Regions from separate parts of the Mus musculus genome. Here all the other regions are linked to region 4. The links are chromatin contacts, called in public Hi-C, HiChIP or PLAC-seq, Micro-C and promoter capture Hi-C maps. All regions are on one chromosome and are shown on one strand. Each heading gives the region's core, a stretch centred on a gene start, on an enhancer-like site or on the middle of the called end of the contact. The rest is flanking DNA. Distances are from core to core; before and after follow the strand shown.

What was found. Promoter capture Hi-C pulls out the DNA fragments that hold promoters and counts their contacts. A called contact is a pair of places that touch in the nucleus more often than the background predicts. HiChIP or PLAC-seq counts read pairs in DNA pulled down with a chosen protein or histone mark.
Region 1: an H3K4me3 HiChIP or PLAC-seq map of bone marrow-derived macrophages shows a contact between it and region 4, with 2.4 times the contacts expected there. The contact joins the enhancer-like site here to the promoter of Ppm1l in region 4. A contact is called at or near these places in 3 of 39 promoter capture datasets (3T3-L1-derived adipocytes, cranial neural crest and frontonasal cranial neural crest) and 8 of 115 datasets of contacts at active chromatin or transcription factors (bone marrow-derived macrophages, embryonic stem cells, neural tube and 2 more).
Region 2: a Micro-C map of embryonic stem cells shows a contact between it and region 4, with 9 times the contacts expected there. The contact joins the promoter of Trim59 here to the promoter of Ppm1l in region 4. A contact is called at or near these places in 4 of 39 promoter capture datasets (fetal liver, liver, neutrophils and 1 more), 5 of 484 Hi-C or Micro-C datasets (embryonic stem cells and fetal liver) and 1 of 115 datasets of contacts at active chromatin or transcription factors (embryonic stem cells).
Region 3: a promoter capture Hi-C map of embryonic stem cells shows a contact between it and region 4, with 2.3 times the contacts expected there. The contact joins the enhancer-like site here to the promoter of Ppm1l in region 4. A contact is called at or near these places in 4 of 39 promoter capture datasets (the C10 cell line, cranial neural crest, embryonic stem cells and 1 more), 5 of 115 datasets of contacts at active chromatin or transcription factors (embryonic hindbrain, embryonic limb bud, embryonic stem cells and 1 more) and 1 of 9 other capture datasets (adipose tissue).
Region 5: a Hi-C map of embryonic stem cells shows a contact between it and region 4, with 2.7 times the contacts expected there. The contact joins the enhancer-like site here to the promoter of Ppm1l in region 4. A contact is called at or near these places in 1 of 39 promoter capture datasets (cranial neural crest) and 1 of 484 Hi-C or Micro-C datasets (embryonic stem cells).
Region 6: a contact with region 4 is called in an H3K27ac HiChIP or PLAC-seq map of thymic regulatory T cells, with 9 times the contacts expected there. The contact joins the enhancer-like site here to the promoter of Ppm1l in region 4. A contact is called at or near these places in 21 of 39 promoter capture datasets (the 3T3-L1 cell line, 3T3-L1-derived adipocytes, the C10 cell line and 12 more), 1 of 15 datasets of contacts at CTCF or cohesin (the NIH/3T3 cell line), 11 of 484 Hi-C or Micro-C datasets (LSK cells, bone marrow-derived macrophages, cerebellar granule neurons and 8 more), 17 of 115 datasets of contacts at active chromatin or transcription factors (the NIH/3T3 cell line, acute myeloid leukemia, bone marrow-derived dendritic cells and 11 more) and 1 of 9 other capture datasets (pancreatic islet).
Region 7: a contact with region 4 is called in a Micro-C map of embryonic stem cells, with 3 times the contacts expected there. The contact joins the promoter of B3galnt1 here to the promoter of Ppm1l in region 4. A contact is called at or near these places in 14 of 39 promoter capture datasets (the 3T3-L1 cell line, 3T3-L1-derived adipocytes, the HPC-7 cell line and 8 more), 1 of 15 datasets of contacts at CTCF or cohesin (the NIH/3T3 cell line), 11 of 484 Hi-C or Micro-C datasets (the N1E-115 cell line, cerebellar granule neurons, cerebellum and 5 more), 6 of 115 datasets of contacts at active chromatin or transcription factors (the NIH/3T3 cell line, cardiomyocytes, embryonic forebrain and 3 more) and 1 of 9 other capture datasets (adipose tissue).

Annotation. Positions count from the first base shown.
Region 1 is chr3:69,668,225-69,671,156 of GRCm38.p6, reverse strand. No RefSeq gene overlaps it. Among named protein-coding and RNA genes, the nearest start is that of Nmd3, 52 kb to the left of the region's middle. Within about 2 kb of position 1,411, at least 14 of the 459 cell types and tissues checked have an H3K27ac peak or open chromatin away from gene starts, as enhancers often do. A contact at or near this core is called in bone marrow-derived macrophages, where this site is marked.
Region 2 is chr3:69,043,182-69,046,162 of GRCm38.p6, reverse strand. Trim59 (tripartite motif-containing 59) reads left to right here and starts at 1,421. Exons shown (of 3, transcript NM_025863.3): 1 at 1,421-1,550; 2 at 2,321-2,395.
Region 3 is chr3:69,755,390-69,758,089 of GRCm38.p6, reverse strand. No RefSeq gene overlaps it. Among named protein-coding and RNA genes, the nearest start is that of Nmd3, 35 kb to the right of the region's middle. Within about 2 kb of position 1,394, at least 28 of the 459 cell types and tissues checked have an H3K27ac peak or open chromatin away from gene starts, as enhancers often do. A contact at or near this core is called in embryonic stem cells, where this site is marked.
Region 4 is chr3:69,315,590-69,318,289 of GRCm38.p6, reverse strand. It overlaps Ppm1l (protein phosphatase 1 (formerly 2C)-like), which reads right to left and starts at 1,372. Exons shown (of 4, transcript NM_178726.3): 1 at 325-1,372. The coding sequence starts at 723.
Region 5 is chr3:69,626,139-69,628,961 of GRCm38.p6, reverse strand. No RefSeq gene overlaps it. Among named protein-coding and RNA genes, the nearest start is that of B3galnt1, 29 kb to the right of the region's middle. Within about 2 kb of position 1,516, at least 15 of the 459 cell types and tissues checked have an H3K27ac peak or open chromatin away from gene starts, as enhancers often do. A contact at or near this core is called in embryonic stem cells, where this site is marked.
Region 6 is chr3:69,697,762-69,700,849 of GRCm38.p6, reverse strand. No RefSeq gene overlaps it. Among named protein-coding and RNA genes, the nearest start is that of Nmd3, 23 kb to the left of the region's middle. Within about 2 kb of position 1,364, at least 45 of the 459 cell types and tissues checked have an H3K27ac peak or open chromatin away from gene starts, as enhancers often do. A contact at or near this core is called in bone marrow-derived dendritic cells, bone marrow-derived macrophages, group 2 innate lymphoid cells and 2 more, where this site is marked.
Region 7 is chr3:69,597,641-69,600,584 of GRCm38.p6, reverse strand. It overlaps B3galnt1 (UDP-GalNAc:betaGlcNAc beta 1,3-galactosaminyltransferase, polypeptide 1), which reads left to right and starts at 1,625. Exons shown (of 3, transcript NM_020026.4): 1 at 1,625-1,783.

The DNA of each region.
Region 1 (2,932 bases), core at 162-2,661, 350 kb before region 4:
AGGAATACGCTTTGCTTTGTGCTTTGCTCATTAATGCTTATGAAATTGAACTATTAAAAAATGACATCTTGAGAATTTCCTTGAGCCATGCTGGGGCTAAGCCCCCTGGATATAGGACATCGTGCTCCCTGTATGTATAATAACTGACAAGTTGTCCCCACTGAGCTCAACACATCTGCAAGAAGACAGTCCTTTTTGTACTATTCTGAAATCTCTGATATGTATTCTAATAAAAAAATCAAGAGTCATTTCTCCAGAGCAATAAACATGTATTGCCTTGGCTATTAAAAATGAATAATTCAATATTCTATATCTTTTTTCCAAATTTTCAGTAATCTTGGGGTCAACTTGCTATTGATTGATGAAATGAACGGTATTACTAGAAAGCTACATATAAAATATTTACCAGCCAAAACCTGTGGACCGCAGTAGTCACAGGAGACTTGATTAAGATGCATGGAATTCTGTAAAATGAATTATAGATTCCAGCTAGCCCGCATAAAAGACACAAAATCCTGGTATTTTATTTGCAAGCTGTAAGGCTAGATTGGACAGGGTGTGAGCTCCTGTAACTTCCACCCCAGCCATATGACCCTTGTTACTCGCTGTTTGAGTCTCGCCCGGGTTATTCCTCTTCCATCAGCCTGTCCTCAGGGTCCACTGTGCTCTTGGCCTGTCTCCTCTCTCCACTTCCTTTCTCCTTATTCTCCTGGTCTCTCCCAAGACCTCTCACTCAATCCTCAAGTCCCTCCTTTCTCTCTCTACTGCCCAATCACAGCCAACTAGACTGGGGAGCAAGGTTTACAAAGCAAAGACTGGTATATGTGAGAATTTGCTCATCTGGAGGCAACCAGATCTTGGGGGCCCACTATTTAGCATTTGAATACATAGCAGCACCAGACCAAGCCCCAACAGATTTCTGTCTGTGTGGATTTTATATAGGTCAGGGCAGAGCTCCTGCTACAACCAGATGAGAGTTGACTCATGGGTAAAATTGGCCACAATGGAGAGAGTCCATTTTGAAACTTCTTCTGGACTAGAATAAATTACAAACTCATCAGGGCTGAAACAAGAAATATCTTAAATATGAAGTTGAGTTTCCATACACTATAGAGGCAATTACCAGAGGCAAAACTTAAGAGTACATTGTTTCTTACAACGATTACCTTTTTGGATGAGAAGAGCACACAAATGTGACATAAAGCCACGCTGGGCAGAGACTGCCGTCTACCACAGCGAGAAAAAGTTAGATGACCGTTTGATTGCTCCTGGGAAAGATCGTTTTTCTCTGTTTTCTATTCTTTCCCTTTTCAGTTTTACTTTAGCTTTCCTCTCTCTCCCTTTCACGAGGGGTTTGGTGGCTCAAGCTCGGGCTGTCAGGTTTGCAGAATAAGCACTTCTGCTCCTCTGAGTCATCTCACTGGCCCTCACGTGGTCATTTGCTCAGTCAGTTGTGCACAGTACATTGACATGCAGAACCCAGACCGTTCGGCCCAAATAAATAGAAAATGTTAAGGACTGGCGAGATGTCTCAGTGGGTAAGGCAGGATGGCTCAGTGGGTAAGGGCACCTGTGAGGACCTAGCTTGAGACTTCATGGAAGGAGAGAACTGACTCCTGAAAACTACCCTCTGAATTCTGCAAGTGCTGGACAGCACACACACAACACACACACACACATAGTGCATTAAAAAACAACAACTAGAATGTGTTAGCTCTTCTCTACATCACTCAGCTCTGATGGGGAAAATGAGGAAATTAAGAAACGATATTACCTTCCAGAAGGAGATTGCATGTAGACGCATACAGAGAGACATCACTTATGAAGAGCAATAGGGAGAAGTTGCAGAGGCTTTAAAAAGTCAATAAGCAAAGCAGTAATGCCCTGGCACTCTTCAGTCTTTTTGAATCTTTGCTTTCAGCTTTCTTATCTGAAAGGTTTTCATGTAGTCTCAAACAGTTCTGCACATTGAAGCAGATCAGATCAAGCCCACTGATTCCTGAGGCGTCGAGTTGAAGCACCAGTGGGGTCATGCAGGGCAGTGCGATCTGGGCTCCGACACCACCCACATTCGCCAGCCTACTCTCCCCTTGCTCGTGGACTCTCAGTATACCAAATGTGGCCAGCGTGTGTTCTGAGTAACCGAGGTGTGTAACACATCTCATTTAGAACCCATGACACTTTGGGCCAATGCTTCAACTAGATCCATTATAAATGTTATATCAGGAAAAGAATCTGGATGGCTAAGAACTGATCAAAATTATGTTTAAACTACTGTTGTGTGACTGACTTTTCCTGAGGAGATATGAATGAGGCCACCTATGACAGACCATGGACACAACTCCACTCAAGTCGAGCTTGGTGAGCCTATAGATGTTTGGGTCATTTATAGGTTTATACCTGATGCAAAGACAAATGTATCACCAATGAGCACAATGATAGCTCAAGAAACCTTGCATGCCAGAGTTCCCTGCCTGGTGTGTATTGGGACTTCCTAAGCTACCTAAGCCTTGCTTCCTCGGCTGCCTATCTTAAATGACTCCCTCCTACTTCTGAGAGGGTGTTTCTATTTAGAATAGCCACATAATAATGCCTGGAGAACAAACTTTTAATTTTTTTAATGTACAAGTGTATATGTATGTGCACATGTATGCACATGTGCTTACTGTACACGTGTGTGTATATGCAGGAGTCCCTGTGGAAATCAGTTAATACTGGGTGTCTGGCTTTCACTTTCTGCCTCTCACTGAACCTGAAGCTAGAGGCAGCAAAGCCCAGTGGCTCCTCTGTTTCTACTTCTCAGCACTGTGATCACAGGTACTTGTGACCATTTTTTTTATAAGGGTATGAGGGATTTGAACTCAAGTCTTCATGTTTGTGCAGCAAGTGCTCTTGCCCAATAGGCCAACTACCCAGCCCAACATTTATCCCT
Region 2 (2,981 bases), core at 172-2,671, 270 kb after region 4:
AAAAACAAATAAAACCCCGTTTATCTATTTCTTTAATGTGTGGTTTGTAACGTGCATGCATGCGTACATCACATCCTTGCTTAGTGATCTGGGAGGCTAGAAGAGAGCATCAGATTCCCGTGCAACAGTTGTGAGCTGCTGTGTGGGTCTTCTGGAAGAACAGCCAGCGCTGACTTTCTGTTTCAAAGCTCAAGACAAAAAGTTTTCAAGCAAGGAGTCTGAGGAGCGCCAAGAAGATGTTAATGTGCGCTCAGCGGTTTGGCTTTTCCATGGTGGGAACTGAACACGCCAGGCGAGCACTGGAACTGAGCTACACCCCCAGCTCAGAAGTCACATTTCTGTTCATCATCTTTCCGATATTATACCTGTAACAAAACCACGTATTTCCCATCCTTTATCCCGTTTCTCAATACTCTATCACAAAGGGAGTATTGGGAGTGTGTATATCGTAATGGAAGACACCCAAAGCAGCTGATTTTTTTTTTTCAGCCCAAAGTTTTCGAAGGCTGACGCCCCAACACATGAGGTTTTTAGGTTTACGACTTTTACGCTTTGGTGCCTGTATTTGAATTGTAATTTCTAGTCTTTCTTTTCCAGACCAACACTATCATCTATAGAGCGCATGAATAACAGTTCATAAATCCTGAGTAGCGCTGCCGGTCAGCGTGGAGCTGCCTTAGTGCTAAGGCTCCTCTTCTCTGCCCCTTCCCCATGTTTGGTTACAGAACTTTCTGGCAGGGTCGGGCACTCTATGGACCTGTAAAGCACACTCCTTGAAGGCACAATCCATTTTCCTTCCTCTACGCCCCCTCTTTCCATCTTGTCTCCGAGGTCAAGTCTTGCTGTGAGTCTTAGGCTGACTTGGAATCTGCTCTGTAGCTCACACCGGCCGGGAGCGGAGAGCGGTCTGAGCTCTGGAATGGCGTTTCTCCGAGAAAGTGAAAAGCCACTACTGTGTTTTCTGACCCAGCGTGTTAGAGAGGACAGGGAGGACACAGATGAAGGCTTAGGCGCGCCTAAGTTGGAGGACCGGAGCCTCACGGGGGCGGGCGAGCGCGCCGAGCCCTCCAGCCGGTGACTGAACAAGGAACCTGTGAGGTAACAATGGAAGAAGCCTGCGCGCCGCCAGCTCCAGAACCATCCCGTGCGGGCGTGGTCCTAAGTAATAAGCAGTCCCTCAGCCAGCCGCCTCCAGAAGCCGCCGGGTCACCCGCGCATCCCCGCCCTCGCGAGGTCCTGGCGCCAGCCCTTCCCCCCCAAGGCGCGACCCCTGCCGCCCGTGCGCTTTCCGCGCCGCGCGCTAGTGCGCAGGCGCCTGGCCCTCGGCCGTTGGTGTTCAAAGGCCGCCCGCGCTCTCTCATTGGCGGAGGCGGCGCGGTTGAAAGTCGCTGCGGCGCCGCCGGCCCCGCCCCCGCCGGGCACCTGAAGACTCGGGCGAGCGCCTCGCAGTGTCCGCACCAGGCTGCCCGGGAGCCCTCGCCGTGCGCGCCGTCGCCCGCCTCGCCCGCCTCGCCCGCCTCGCCCGCCTCGCCCGCCTCGCCCGCCTCGCGGTGAGTACGCGGCTCCGCCGGGGAGGCGGCTCGCTGCCCCTCTTTCTCGAGCGCCCGCGGCCCCGGTGCGTTCGCCGCCGACTTGAGGATGGGGAGGCGGGCTGGGCTCCGGAGGGCGTGCGCTCGCCTCTCCTCGCTTCGCGCGCTCGCGGGTGGAGCAGCGGCGCTCCGAGCTACCGGCGGGATTGAGGTCGTAAGGGCCGGTAGGTGAGCCTAGCAGATCCCGCAGCACCGCGCGGGGCGAGTGAGCCCTGGGCATCCTGGACAAGAGGGTGTGACTGCCATCTTTGAGCCACTTCTTTGTTTGGAGTTCACGTAGGACTTATGCCCATTGTACAGATGTGAACCTTCATAGGTAAAACTGAGGCCTGCAGCGTTTCGGAGACCACCCAATGTGTTGATGGGAATAATTTAACGTAGTTTCGAGCTGGGGATATCTACGCGCGAGGATATTTCTAGTCGTCTTGCTGAGTTTAAATAAAACTTTGAAGCGGGGCATGAACGTGCACGCCTGTAACCCCAGCATGGGGGCAGACAGAGGCAGCAAGCTCTCCTGTGCGTTCCAGGTCGTCAGTGAGGACTACAAAATTAGTCTCAAAAAACCCACCAAACCAAACTATGAGTGTTTAGTTCCCATCATTGGTTAATCTTGTCCAGAGTCAGAGATTCGTTATGTTGTAAAAAGTCCTTTGTGTGGAAATGGTTGGGACTTTAAAGATGAAATATTTACTGCAGGCAAAATCTGAAACATTAAATTGTTTTACTTTTAGAATAACAAAGGATCCTGGAAAAGTTGGAGAAGATAAAGTACACCCAGTGTCCAGATCAGGAGATTGACAGACCAGGTAAGCTCTGGGAAGTTAACTGGATACGAAGAAACATCAGGATATTAGAGTGTGTGATTCCTGGGCTATGATGAAAGATTGAAAAATCTCTTGAAAAAAAGATGTATATTGGAAGTGTATAAAATTTTAACCATCTTATGGAGGAAGCATAAAGTGAGAAATGACCTAATCTAAAAGGTATTCAGTTTTTTGTTTGATTCTCCCCCCCCCCCCAAAAAAAAAAAAAAAACCAAAAAACAAAAAACCATGGTTTCTCTGTGTAGCCCTGGCTGTCCTGGATAATTGCTCTGTTGACCAGGATGGTCTTTAACTCAGAGATTCCTCTGCCTCCCAAGTGCTGGAGCCAAAGCCATCACTGCCTGGCTAAAAGATTTTCACTTTTATCTAACAGACATTTTATAAGCATGTGTGGACGTCTTAAGTCATGCACACAAAATGGTATTGCCTTACACGTTTGCACGCTGCATTTATTATTCAAGCTACCTTTATTCCTTTTTGCCCAGTATTACACATTGATCTACATTTTTAGTGAGCCAAGGTCCTGTATTTTAACCTGGTAAAAAGTAAAATTTTGACTTTGGGTAAT
Region 3 (2,700 bases), core at 145-2,644, 440 kb before region 4:
TACTACCCTGGAATAAAATTCAAGTAAACTCTACATCAGCATAACTTACAAAAAAGGGGGGCAACAACAGTTCTAGTCATATTGCTTCATCAGTGTTGATTATCATCATAAAGGTGACAGCTACAAATGTCAGCTAAGCTACACAGCTAAACTCTATCAGTCACTCAGTGCCAGCAATGGTGTACATGAGTTAGATAAAGTTCCAAGCAAAATAGAAGCCTTTACTTGATTTACATAATCATTATCTTCCTAAGAACTCAGCTATAGAAAATCTCACTTACTCTGTACTTAAATGTGAACAGACTTAGGCAGCAATCTTAATTATATACTGCCACAAGACTTTCAAGATGAGCTAAAAATCAAAGGGGGAAGGATAGCACTTGCTTTTATGAGCCATCTTTCAGGACCATATGCTACCTAGCATCTACCTGGGGTTTCCAGGCCACTGTGACAAGTGCCATAGTGGTAAAATAAATGTTCCTCAGAGAGTAGTGCCTGCCTTTGGCAGAGGTTTCAGAGTGCCTTTAATATGATTTGACCTGAAAAACACATAAAGACAAAAGTACGTTTTTGGTTTCTTTGTTTGTTTTTTAACCCCAATTCCTATCCCCTCCAACCAAAGTAGCCTCTTGGAGTACTACTGCTTCACTGGACACACTGGAAAATGTAGGTATAATTTTTGCAAGTGTAGCCATTAATTAAACTGTAGAGTACCAGCTGTAAGCGACCAGACCAGAAGGCTCTGGAGATTTATTCTCATGAGTGGAGAACCTAACGGTCACCCAGAGGGCAGGGGTGAATGGCAGTCTCTCTAGGGTCGTCACAGTCTGGTTCCTGTTGGTGCCATGGATGCTCCGTGGCTTTCTGACTTAGTAACTGGAGTCCAAGAGACTGAAGTCAGTTTTCATGATCCTAGGACTTATCAATTCCTAATGAACTTATCTTTTCAAGAGCCGTTTTTATGGTCCTATCCCATGAAGAAAGAGGACCTATATAAATCAGTAAATAGTCTAGTAAATAAGTTAAGCAATATTATCATCAACATATGAAATCAAGCAATGAAATGTTTATTTCCAATTTCTCTGTAAACCTGTAGGGTTTATATAAATACAAACACAAGCCTAAGTTGAATAATCTGAACTTGAAAGTTTTTTCGACCAAACCTACTTTAAATTATAACCCAAAAGTCACTAAGAAAGAAAAAATCTAAAAAGTCCCACTGTTGAAAGCATAGCCTAGTGAAACTCAAAATACCGTGATCCCTACCTCAAGTGTGGGACTCACTCACGCGACTACAGAGGGATCCAGTGAGTGCTGTTAGCCACAGGACCACGGAGAGATTTCCCAAGGAGGAAGCCTCACACGGTGTTTCTTGACGACTGATTGGTAAAGTGCCTTTCAGTATCATCAGTCAGTCATTACTGCCACCTGGTGGACATTCTAACTAGCCTTAAGGCCATTGCCCAACGGGCTTCACTTAAAAACTAAAGGTAGGAAAACATTTCTATTATTTGGTAACATACTTCATTATCTTAGTTTCAGAAGGCCAAAATTCATACCATTCACTTACTCAAAGGCTATATACTTCATTTAAATACACACTGCGAATGGTTCAAATTACTTATAAAGCACTAGGCAGTGGCATTCAGACAAGACAGCATGATAGCACACATGAAAATTCAAATTATGCAAGCAATACTCAACCAGACTTCAAGTCATTCAACAATATTTTTATTTTTCATATTTCCATAATCAGGGCTAATTTTTCAACATGTGGGTGCCAGGGATTGAATTGAGGACATGAAGCTTGGTGCCACTGAGTCATCATAGCAGCCCTCAACAGTTTGCTTATAGCAGCTTAAGTAGCTGTGACTCCCCAAAATGGGATTAAAAGCATGCACCACCGCACCTGGCTTCTTAACTCCTTTTATTTTTTTATTTTGTATACAGGTGTCTAGCTAGCACAGACATCTATGTGTCGCACGTATGCCTGATGCCCAGAAAAGGGTAACAGATCTCCTGGAACTGGAAGTGCAGGGTTGTTGAAGAGTTGTGAACTACTATGTGGGTTTTGGGAATAGAACCTTGGGGACCTCTGAAGAGCAGCCAATTCTCCTAACCACTGGGCCATCTCATCTCTTCAGCTACATTCTCAACAATCTATAATACAAAGGCCTTTGTACTATTTGAAAATCTAAATTTCAGACGTCAGTGGTCCTACCTAATAAGATGTAAATCTTAACAAAAACAATGTATGACTGTTAACTACGTCAAAGTGAAACTTGTTTAGCAAAAAAAGGCAAAAACATCAGGATATATCAATGTCCAAAACCATCAAGAGCTACTTATGTAAGAAATATCTTCAAATCAACACTCAGAAATGGAATCTCAAGTATCTAGATAATGAAAGGTTATTCAATATGTAATCTAACAAATGTAATTAAAATGAACACTACTTTTGTCACCTTCCAAGCTGACAAAAAATTAAAATGGAAAACCCTATAATATTATAAAAGTGTTTGCCAAAGTCAAAAAAGAGAAACCCTTGTATACTGATAGAAAACTGCAGACCTTGAGCATACATATAAGTTTTGCCAGCCAACAGACAATACCCACCCCCATAGATTTAACGATTAAAATAGCACCTGCTATTTTAGCTTCTGTGGGTGAGATGCCCAGACATGTCTTGCTTGAGTGTCT
Region 4 (2,700 bases), core at 123-2,622:
CCTCAAACTCTAGAACCGGGACACTGAGGCCTGGTGACAAAGTTCACTGCATATACTATTCATTCTTCCCAGAAAACTAGCAGTTATTAACTGGCTTCTGACCTTGGGAACTTTATATTAAAATGGCACGGAATATCCAGTGTCTCTCGTGTCTCTCAGCTAAAGTGAACGCTCTCATACCCAAGATCTCCTTGGCAGGGTCTTGGGAACTTGACTCACCTTGTCATCACCAGGTCATTACCACGCCCCTCTCACCCCGATCCGACCCCGCCAAGCACGAGACGCCCGGTTATTTACACACACATAGACCCAGAGAACTCCTACCTCGCCGCCGTGCCCATCAAAGATTCCGAAGATGGACGGGTGCGTCTTGTTGGCTAGATCGGTGAGAACTTCGAAGCGATCTTCCATGTGGTCTCTCCGGCCCTGGATGGAGTACACCGCCACATTATGGCTCTTGAATTCCCAGGTCTTGGAAAACTCGGCCTCCAGCACATCAAGTCCTCCAAGACGATCGTTCTGCATAATCTCGGCCACCTTGCCCTTCACCATCTTCACCGCGTCCCGGCTAGACTTAACGATGGTCTTCACTTCGTCCGTGTGGAAGAAGTAACTCCAGAGAGCCAAGCTGATGCACAGCAGGAAAAGCGTCTCGGGTCTCAGTAAGAAGTAGCGCATGATGCGACCCAGCAGAGACAGCAAAGTCATTGTATCCTCTATCATTTATTATCCCTAGAGCCCGGACCAGCAGCAGCGACGCGTGCCCCGCAACTCGCGGGGTCCGAGTACTGCGGGCACTGCCCGCGGGGACCAAGGCGGAGAGGCAGCCCGGGCCGACAGGGTGAACGAACCCACGGCCGCTCGGAACAGTCGTCCAGAACGATGGCAGTTTCCCTTTTGTCTGGGCAGCCCGAAGGCCCGTGCCTGCCGCCTGCGCCGCCTTCCCTCCCCGCGCTCTTTGTGAGACCGCAGCGACGGCGGCGGCGGCGGCCGCCGCGGGTGCCCCGGGTGGGCGACAGGAATCAAGTTAAAGTTGCGCCGAGCCGGTCCGCAACGGTGAAGAGGATTTCGGGGTGCCGATGCCCGCGCGGTCCCTTTAGGGGTCCCCCCTCGCGGTTCCCGGGAGCGATCGGCAGGTGAGGAAGCGCAGGGCGCAAGAGCCCGGCGGCGAGGGTTGCACGTTCCCTCGATCGCCGCTGCAGGCGAGCTTGGGGGACGAGACAGCGGAGCGTTGCGATTTCGTCACACATCCAGGGGGGGTCCCCGAAACAATAAAAGTTTTGCCGGTGCCTGGGCAAAGGCAGGGGGACACCGAGCTGGGAAACGCAGCACGATGGGTGCGGAGCCGCCGGCAGGCTCTGCCTGCCTCTCCCCAGCACCTCTCAGCTCGGCTCGGCTCGGCTCGGCTCGACTCCGCTCGGCTGCTCCCGGCTCCGCTCGCGCTCGCCCCTCCCCTCCCCGCACACGCTCGCCCCGCCCCGCCCCGCCCCGGGAGTGGCGCTTCCAGATGCGTAACACTGTCACCCGGCTGGGGGCCCGAAGGAGCTCGCCGGGGCGGACGCACGTGGGCAGCAGGCGGGTCGGGGGAGAGCCGCGGGGGGTGAGCGGCAAATCCAGCCGCCCAGCTCTAGCCGATTGTCGATTCTGCCTTGGAGGCCGGCTCCCAGGGACAATGTGATAGTGACGTGAGGTCACTGAACGTCGGTTTCTTGGGCGGCACGGCTGCTCGCTGGGGAGCCGGGAGCTGTACCTGAGCCCTCCCCCCCTCCGGCACGCTACACAATGGTACGGTCCACGCCAGACTTTTCGTAGGGCTAGCGAGATGGGACACATTTCTCCTGTCTCAAAAATCGAAAGTGAGTGATTACTTTGGCCACCCGAGGCAGCTGCCACAGAGACCCGCCGGGATCTCCCAAGAGGCAGGACTTGGACTCGGACCGCAAGAGCTATGTCTCTCTGAAGGCAGAACCGGGGATCTCAGAACCGGAGGCTTGACGTGTAATGGCAAACGCCGGAGGACCAGGAAGGGCCGGCCTCTGAAGACTGGGACTGTGCTGGTGGCCACTCATCCATAAGGAACATGCTTGGAGTGTCCCTCAGCGAGCTACTCTGCCTATGGTTCAAGTTAGAAATCCTCTGGAGCCTTGAAAGTGACAACCACCTTCAGTCCTTGCCGAAGATGAGGGCAGGAGTTTGAGTAGGCAAAGGTGGACCTCAGCAGGATAACTTGAAGTTGGGGCAAGGACTGGTCGCCTAGAATATGAAGCAAGTAATCTTTAAAAGGAACTTCTCTTTCTCTCTACCTCTGTCCACGAAGGACGGTGCTGACCCACCGGACTGACGGTCAGGCATCCTGATAGTCTCCCAGCCAGTGTTCCCCCAAACACTTCTGCCTTCTTTTGATCCCAGTTCCGTCTTAAGATATAAAATATAATTACTGCAATAAAATATAACAAAATGTTCACAGTTGGCAACTAAAGTAACTTTAAACAATTTACATTTTGTCCAGATTTTTGTCTATTCTCCGTAACTGCTAAAGTTTCTACAAAAACCTGGACTTCCCTAACAACAACAACAGAAGAAACATGCTTAAGTATTTAAATAATATGACCCCAACAATATAAACATAAGTAGGAATGATGGGAAAGGAATATAAGCAACTGTTAAGAGTATATTTTTGAAAACTAGGATATGTCTTTA
Region 5 (2,823 bases), core at 267-2,766, 310 kb before region 4:
GCTCTCTTTGGTGTGTCTGAAGACAGCGACAGTGTACTTAAGTATAATGAGTAAATCTTTTAAAATAAAAGTAATCTTTTACTTTTGAAGATAAATAATAAAATAATTGATTCTTTCTTTGTAAACACACATTGCAGCCTGCCAGTAAAAGAGGCTGGCTGAGAAAATGACCCATACTTTGTTACTCTGTAACAGGTTGCTTAGTTACAAATGTATATGGATTCGTGGGAATAATTTGACTTCTTCACCTGTGATATGTAAAATGTTTTGTGTGTGTGTGTGTGTGTGTGTGTGTGTGTAAATGTATTGGAAACCCTAGGGTTTTGTTTGTTTGTTTGTTTTTATAATCATTCACTAAAAGAAAAATAGAATGTAGTCACATTGTGTCTTCTATACTGCTTGAAAGGTTTTGCTGGGATATTTAAGTGGTGGGAGAAAAAAATAAAAGGGTTGGAACCTGCTTGTTGGTGTTTGCTCCACTCATCAAATGTGTGTGTGTGTGTGTGTGTGTGTGTGTGTATGTGTGTGCGTGTATTTGTGTGTGTGTCTATATGTGTGTGTGTGTGTATGTATTTATGTATGCATATAAAGTGGTTGGAGCTTGCTTCCTCCACCAGTGTGTGCTTGCTTTCTATTGTCACCAACCTTACAGCCACTCCTTGGATCTCCAAACTTTTATCAGAACAGTAAGAGATGGAGTAGGTTCTCTAAAAGAAGCCAGAGTTGGAAACGTTGTACATTAGTTCCCTTTCTTGTCCCTGTTACGGAATACCTGAAAGAAACAACTTGAGGGCTGGTGAGATGGCTCAGCAGCTAAGAGCACTGACTGTTCTTCCAGAGGTCCTGAGTTCAAATCCCAGCAACCACATGGTGGCTCATAACCACCTGTAATGAGATCTGACACCTTCTTCTGGTATGTCTGAAGACAGCTAGAGTGTACTTATGTATAATAATAAATAAATCTTTAAAAAAAAAAGAAGAAAAAACAACCTGAAGTTTTATTTTGCTTCATTATTTCAGTTCATTCTGTGGTCACTTAGCCACATGCACTTGGGCAGAACATCACGGCTATAGGCGCATGTGATAGGGAACAGTGCTTACATCGTTGTGGAAACAAAACAGAAAAGAAGGCCTAAAGAAGGAGCCAGAGATAGCCTTCATGGGCATCCCCACTGACCTACTTCTAACCCCCTTACCTTTCCCCACCTCCCGGTTATGAATGCCTTTATATGATGGATCCAGCAAGGGATTAATCCCTTTATTAGGTCAGAACCTTCCCTTGGAAAGTTAGTTCTGTCAAATGATGGTTTGCTGGGGAACACAGGTGAAAAGATATTCTGCTATAGCAGACACATGAAAGGACGTGGGATGAAGGACATGGGATAAATATGAGCCCACAGACACTGGGAGCCTGCACATTCGTTTGCTTTGTTCCACCTTGTAAGACATGTTGCAGAGCTGACACCACAGAGAAAAACTCGCCGGAGAACTTCTCGTAAGGTTACTGTGGCTTCCTGGCCTTTGGGCCAGCTGGCAAGCTTTGGGGCTTCTTCTGGATTGAACTGCCCTTCCTGGGGAAGAGGTCAGCTCAGGAACTTTGGAAAATTCCACCAGACCCCTCCACTCCTGGAAGAGAAAGGTCTTAGAGCGCATAGGTACCCCTTCCCTCCAGAAGGGAGAGGCTAATTACATTCCTCAGACCACGGAGGGGGGAGAGGGAAGCAGGTGGGGGATGGGGGGGTGGGGTGGCAACCAACAGCCACCTGAGGGTGGGGGAAGCCCAGAGCACTTAGACACATTCCACAACCTTGACCACCTACAGACAAGGGAAATCCTTGCCATTCCTAAGGACCAATCAGTTTAAAAGCCACACTGTTCTGCCAATCACTTTGGGCCTAATGTCTGCTGCTCTGAAAACTGTATAAAAACTCGCCAAACAGAATGCACCGGGTCGTTTTCTTTCTTCTTCGTGTGCAGTACGACCCCAGCATGCTGGAACAATAAAACTTCTCTTGCTATTACATCAATCCCCAGCTCCGAGTTGTTCACTGGGGGGGGGGGGGGGGCAGTAAGTTAAGGCTCGCCAGGGTCTTACACTGGTTCATGTGTAGTATCTGCTTAATGGACTGGGACGCAGCAGCTGACTCCTGTGTAGTGTCTGCCCGGTGGACTGGTCTGCAGCTGGTGATTCATATTTGTTGTTTGCTCGTGGACTGGACTGAGAACCATCAAGATCGGACTCACCCCCAAAGAACTATTTCCAAACAGGTTCACTTCCCCCAGGTCTTAATGACTTTTCCACTACCTCTAGGTTTGGGAGGGGTGGACTAGAGGAGAAGTTGAACCCTTATTAAAGTAGGTTGAGAAAAATGCCCTTGTGATCTAATTATCTCCAACAATAGCATCACCACAGGGGTGTTAACTATGCCTGCGTGTGTGTGTGTGTGTGTGTGTGTGTGTGTGTGTGTGTGTGTGTGTCTTTGTGGGGATAAATACGCATGAGTGAGGCCAGAGGACGACCCTGGAACTGGAGTTACAGGAGGTTGTGAGTCATCCCAGTGTGGTTGCTGAGAACTAAACTTGGGTCCTCTGTAAGAGCTCAAGCACTCTTAACCACTTATCCCTGCATAACGTGCAGAATTCACCACGATCCCCTCCTTTTCCTTAATGTGTGCAAAACTAAAGTAGCTAAGGCTAATGTCTCCCCTTTCCACCTCTGTATGGGAACCTAGAAGTTTGGTGTTTCCCTTCCCAACATCTATTAGTTTCCTGTACAGTCCCTGCAGGTTAGGTTTTCAATGAGCTAGTCCTAAGAGCAGACCT
Region 6 (3,088 bases), core at 115-2,614, 380 kb before region 4:
TAATATTCATTTATATATGTATATGTATACATATATATATATATATATATATATATATATATATATGCGAGTGCACATACATGAATATAAAGAGTCCAGTTATACCCCCTGATCATGCCCCATCTCATCTAATCTTAGAAGTTAGGCTGGGCTGGGTCTGAACTGAAGGTGGACAGGAGTGAGGGAGGGGAGCAGGAGAAACCACAGCTGTTGGGGTTCAGAAAATGGTGCCTAACAGTACAGCTCTTGCCACTGTGAAGGCTTGCAACCAGCGTCTAATCTGATCTTCTCCTATCCTGCCCGCATCTCTTGCATCTTTTCCTTTCCCCAGCATAAGAGTATGCTTCCCCCAAGGTTTCCACAGCTACTTAAATGTTGTATCTCCCACAAGAATAATTTACAAGGAGACCGGAGCTGGCAACACACTGTCTGCGACCTAGGTGACCTTTGTCTAGGACCATTGTCTATTTTTCAGTTCTGCTTACCTCCTTTAAAAACCAGCCCCCCCCCCTCTCTACAATTGCCTACAAACCTCATGGCTCTGTTCCTTGTATGTTTAAGCTTTAACCACCTGGGCTATCTTTGAGTCTCCACAGTTTGACTATTGTACAATTGCAAATAAATGTACCTTTTCTCCCACTAAGCTGCATATTGTACATTTGTTCTATGGGCTCAAGTCGTTAAGCCCCAGGGACTAGATTACTTTAAACTGAAAGCTTTTGAATTGCAGAGATGCAGAAAGAAGTCTAAGCTGATCTTTAGCTTTCTGGAGGTAGCTATTTCCCTAAAGTCAAATGCCCCATTACTCAAGCTTTCTCTCAACTTCCTCGAAGGGCGTTTCTTGATTTCTTTGGGGGAGGCACAAATTCAGCAGCTGTAAACCTCTCTCTAGGGGAGTTTCCAAATCAGAAGGGAAACTGTGCATTTGCATCAGGCTGCAAGAAGCCGCTAGAACTGTGCAGACCTGCCCACTAAAGTGCAATAAATGCCATCTTTGCTCCAACTGTCGGCTGTGTATTTCCAGGCACATAAATAAAACAACCTGTCTTTGCTTCTGTTAATCACCAGGCAGGTATTCTTCAGGGCCAATTCACTAAGGTTAAATTCTCTCTCTATCTCCCTCTTTTTGTCTGTCTCTGTTTCTCTGTTTCTCTGTCTCTGTCTCTGTCTCTGTCTCTGTCTCTGTCTCTGTCTCTCTCTCTCTCTCTCTCTCTGTGTGTGTGTGTGTGTGTGTGTGTGTGTTGTAGGTGGGGAAATGATCACATTTCTCCTTTTCTTCTCTGCAAAAGTTGCAGGCTGTACTTATCTGATTAAGACCGCTACTGCATTATTAGGTAACTAAATATTGTGAGATCACTGTTAGACACACAGTCTACTGCTGACTGAAACATCATTATGTGTGTGCATGACTGGACTCACAGCCCAAGACACAAGATGTTTACTGATATTTTAAGGAAGACCAAGAAAAGAATGGGTCCTATCTAGCCCCTGGTGGGATTCACTTATATTTAAGAAGCTGGAGCAGGGGTGACGGTCATCTCTGTTTCCCAGGACCTTTCAAAGGGAAAAGGACAGATGTTTTGTAGCAGCTGAGGACTTCGTCTTTGGTCTGAGGTCAGCTCTTTGAGCAGACTAAGGCTGGTAAGACAATATCAGAAATTGCAGAAATGTGAAAGACCTTTTGCAATTCTATCACACCTTCAGAACCCCGATCTCTCAAGAGTAAATTGTGGCCTTTGTCTTTAAGAATGCCCTTCCCGGGGGCTGATGAGATGGCTCAGTGGTTAAGAGCGATGACTGCTCTTCCAAAGATCCTGAGTTCAAATCCCAGCAACCACATGGTGGCTCACAACCATCCGTAACAAAATCTGATGTTCTCTTCTGGAGTGTCTGAAGACAGCTACAGTGTACCTACATATAATAAATAAATAAATGTTTTTTAAAAAAGAGTGCCCTTCCCTATAAAATCCAGACACTTTGGTTATTCGCTCTTTGTGTGTGTGTGTGTGTGCTTTTGGCCTCTTGACTCCTGCACCTGCTTTACCCCTCACCCCTTTCCCTTCCCTCCCCTTCTCCTCACATGGCCCAGTTCAGCCTGGTCATATCCACATTGGAATTTCCCAGATATGTCTGCCTCTGGCTATGTCTCCCTTTTATCTAGAATAACCTTTTCTCTACCATACTTAGGAGTGATAGAACCTAGTGGGGAAACCCCCACTCAATTCCTGATTCAGCTTGAACCCAAAAAAAATCACGAAGGACCATCTTGATGTAATTACATGAGGTCGTTTAATGACGGAGCTCCGGGCCGACATGCATCCCACACAGGAGATAACGGATGTCAGCTACGAGGCTAGAAAGCTAGGGGTTTTTATGGGGTAAGGGGCTTAGGGGTGTGGAATTCAGCATAGCAACACACTATTGACTTATTCAAACATCTAAGTTTTCTAGTTTTCCTGACTCTTGTGGCCAGCATTTCATTTCTCTTATCTCTTTTTAATTTCCTGGCTCCCTGTTTCTTACTGATCATTTCTAAGTGCTAGCATTATTAGCATGTGCCACTTTGCTAGGTTCTAGTCTCTGTCATTTACCTCTCTTTGCTCCTGTTTCCTAACTGTAATGGAGATCTCACGCAATGTTCTCTCTCTCTCTCTCTCTCTCTCTCTCTCTCTCTCTCTCTCTCTCTATATATATATATATATATATATATATATATATATATATATCTTTTTGTTCCTCTTCCTCCTCCTTGTCTTTGCTTCTTTGGATATTATCTAATTATCACATCTATATCCTGTCACTTATCTTCTCTTATAGTTCACCTTTACCCTGGTTTATCCTTCTGTCTCACTGCACATCTCTGATTCTGACTCTGGTCTCTGTCTTTGTCAGCCTCATGTTTCCTCAACTCTTCTTCCTGCCTGTCTCTTACTTACTGGTTCTTCCTCTAAATATTTCTCATTCAGAGTATCTCTCTCATCTCAGACCCCTCTAATCTCCTTCATCTCTATTTTTACTTCTCCTCACTGTTAACCTCTCTATTTGCCACTGTCATCCATCTCTCCTGAGTCTTCTGAAGCTTTGCTCT
Region 7 (2,944 bases), core at 376-2,875, 280 kb before region 4:
ACCTCTACAGAAAGTCTGACCAAGAGAAATTACCCTGTGTGTGATTGAATTTTCAAGGGCTTTGTTTGTCTTGTTCACCGATGTGGCTCCCATGTCTCTGACATTGTCTTGTATAGTTAAATGACACTCTAGACAGCTGGCTTTCATGTTAAAGGCTGGTCATATGAGCTTATCTAAAGGGCATGCCATCTGACTTTCTTGGGAGTGTTATTTATTGTCTTATCTACACATCAGTTTTAAGTACTCTCAGTTCTCTAAGGAATTGAAAATACACTCCTCCAAAGAATTTTCAAAATCTTCGACATATTGCCTATTAACCACTGAAGAGAAACATTCTCCGTGTTTGTTTATCATGGAACAGTTTGGAGAATACCTCTCCCTACTTCCATGGTTTTAGCTTTGGGTCAAGTGAGATTGTGTTTGAGAGTCCATATTCTCCCCCCATGGAAATAACACGCAGAGCTCCATGCAGTGTGTAAAGGAGTCTTACCATTACATCCCGCTTCTGGTTCAAGAACTTAAATTACTGAGCTGGGAGAGCAAAACAGCAGTCAAACAGAACTGAGCAACTTCTAAAAGTCCTGCTACGAAAGAAAACAGGTTGTGCTACATCTATATATTCTACACGGACGCATAGAGGCAATAGTCCAATCTTGATAAGATCATCTTTCTAGGAAGTCGGTGTGGCTTTCCGACAAGAACATGGCGTACATACTAGGTGATATTGTAGAATTCTAGTTTCTCCAAATCGATAAGGCTGATCCCGGCTATGTTGAAGTCACTAGTTTAAGAAACGCAACCTAGAGCGTCTAGGGAAGGATGGGAAAGCGATTCTTGTGAATTGTTGTTAAATTTTGGTTGCTTGTATTTAGGTGCTCACTGAAAAACTGTTTCCTTTTAGGTGGAGTGAGGCCAACCTGTTCACAGTCCTAAAGCCAAGACACCAGAATGGGTCTTTGTTTTCAGATGACACTTTGTTTCCAGGGGCCTTTTGACAGAAAGCAATTTTTGAATGGAACCACCTCCACCCTAAGTCCTGGGAGAAACAGTCAGTACAGAAACACCCAGCTTTCATGACCAAAGGCTTCTCCCTTCTCCCAGAGAGGCACCATTTGGGTGGAGATGACTAAGTGGAGCTGACCAAGGGTTCATAGCACTAGACGGTTTCTAGAGGCAGTTGAGGGTGTGGGGGTGGAGGTGGGGTGGGGTGCCAGGACTCTCTGAGCCTCTGGTCCACATACACCAAAGCTTTCCTCTCCCCACCCCCACTCCCGCACTCCTGAAAGGAGAAACAGCCTTCTGAATGTGCCAAGGCTTCCTCCTTTCCAAGTCAGCCCTGGGGCGGAAATCTGCGGGCTACACATTTAGGCATCTCCCCGAGAAGGGAGAAGGGAGAAGCCTTTGGTCATGAAGGCTGGGTGTTTCTGTACTGACTCTGTTTCTCCCAGGACCTAGGGTGAAGGTGGTTCCATTCAAAAATAAAATTTCTTGCTTTCTGTCAAAAGATGGCACGAGGCAGAGAGCCGGGGTTGGAGGTGGAGGACTTAGGCGAAGCCTGCGGTGGCCGTGATGCTGGCGCCCGCCCGCGGCAGAGGCCGGCAGCTGCGGCGATAACAGCGATAACGGCGCTGGGCTGCGGACGCAGGGACCCCGCGCGCGCGCGCGTGCGTGAAGGAGGCGCGCGCCCGCCCGCTCGGCGTGCGTGCGGCTGCGGGGAGTCCGTGTTCGCGCGCAGAGAGCGAGCGCGGGCCGCACCGTTGCGGGTACCACGGGCGCACGGGAGGTGAGTGCGGGGCGGGCGGGCGGGAGGCCGAGGCGGGGAGACGGTTGGGCGGCTGCCGAGCGCCCCTCTCTCTCGCGGCGCAGCCTTCTAGGTTCGTGGGTCGGGGCTTCGAGGCCCCGGGCGCCGCTCGCTCCTCCGTGGAGCGGGGCGCCGCGAGCTGCCACGCCCTGGGCTCTGGCCTCCGCGCCTGGTCTCGGGGCTGGGTCTCGAGGCTCCGGACGAGAGACTCGAGAATCTGGGCCACTTGGAGGGGCGTCCAGTGCTCTTGGCGAGCCGGGCCACCGCGGCCTCACGGATCCATCCTGCCCTGCCTTGAGCTATGTAAGCCTCGGGGGCCGAGGTAGTGGTGGCCTGGTTGTCACCGCGACCAAGGAGAAGTGGAGAATACTGTCCGCACGCCACGCCGATGGACCTGCTGCAGGCCCGGAGGGAGGAACGCACATTCTAGGCGGGAAAGGGCCTGTGGTCCCTAGGGTAGGAGAGTGCTTCCTGGGGGAGAGGTGGCGAGGAGGAAGGGAATGGGAGATTTGGAAAGAGGAGACTCCTAAAGATTAAGGCTACATTATTAATAAAAGGTCTGAGTGGAATGTACAAAGCATTGTAAAGGAACTCTTAGATGGAGGGAGCCTTACTTTTTCAGGCTGTAAAGGATGCGGCCAGCTGCAGCACGGAGAGCTAGCTGTGTTTGTGACTGCAGGACTAAAAGGTGCAGGACTAAAAGGCAGGCATTGATTTTTGACTTAAGTAGACCCCCCTCCCACAAACCCCGTTCCCAGCCTTTAGGAGAAGCAGCTTGCTTTGTTAGGAAACGCTACTGCCAAGTAAGGAATTGCCCAACGGTTTGTTTTTGGAGGGAGGTAGGACGATTTGCAGTCTTCACCCAGATGAAATCTGTGTTTTACCTTTGGGTGTCTAAGGCAGACGCAGGGAGTTTGAGCTCTCTGAAGTGTTGACACCTCATAACTCTAGGAAGGGGCCTTCCTTTTACTGAGAGAAAAGTGTGGCATTTTCTCTCTTTCACGTTGGAAGATTTGATTGAAATGAATGGCCACCAGGGAGCTGCAGCATTAAAAACTATTACATTATCGAAATTGTTCTTGGTTGTCGAATGGGACGAGAAGAGAGAAGAAGAAAGCATCCAGGCCTATCCAGAAAGGAAGA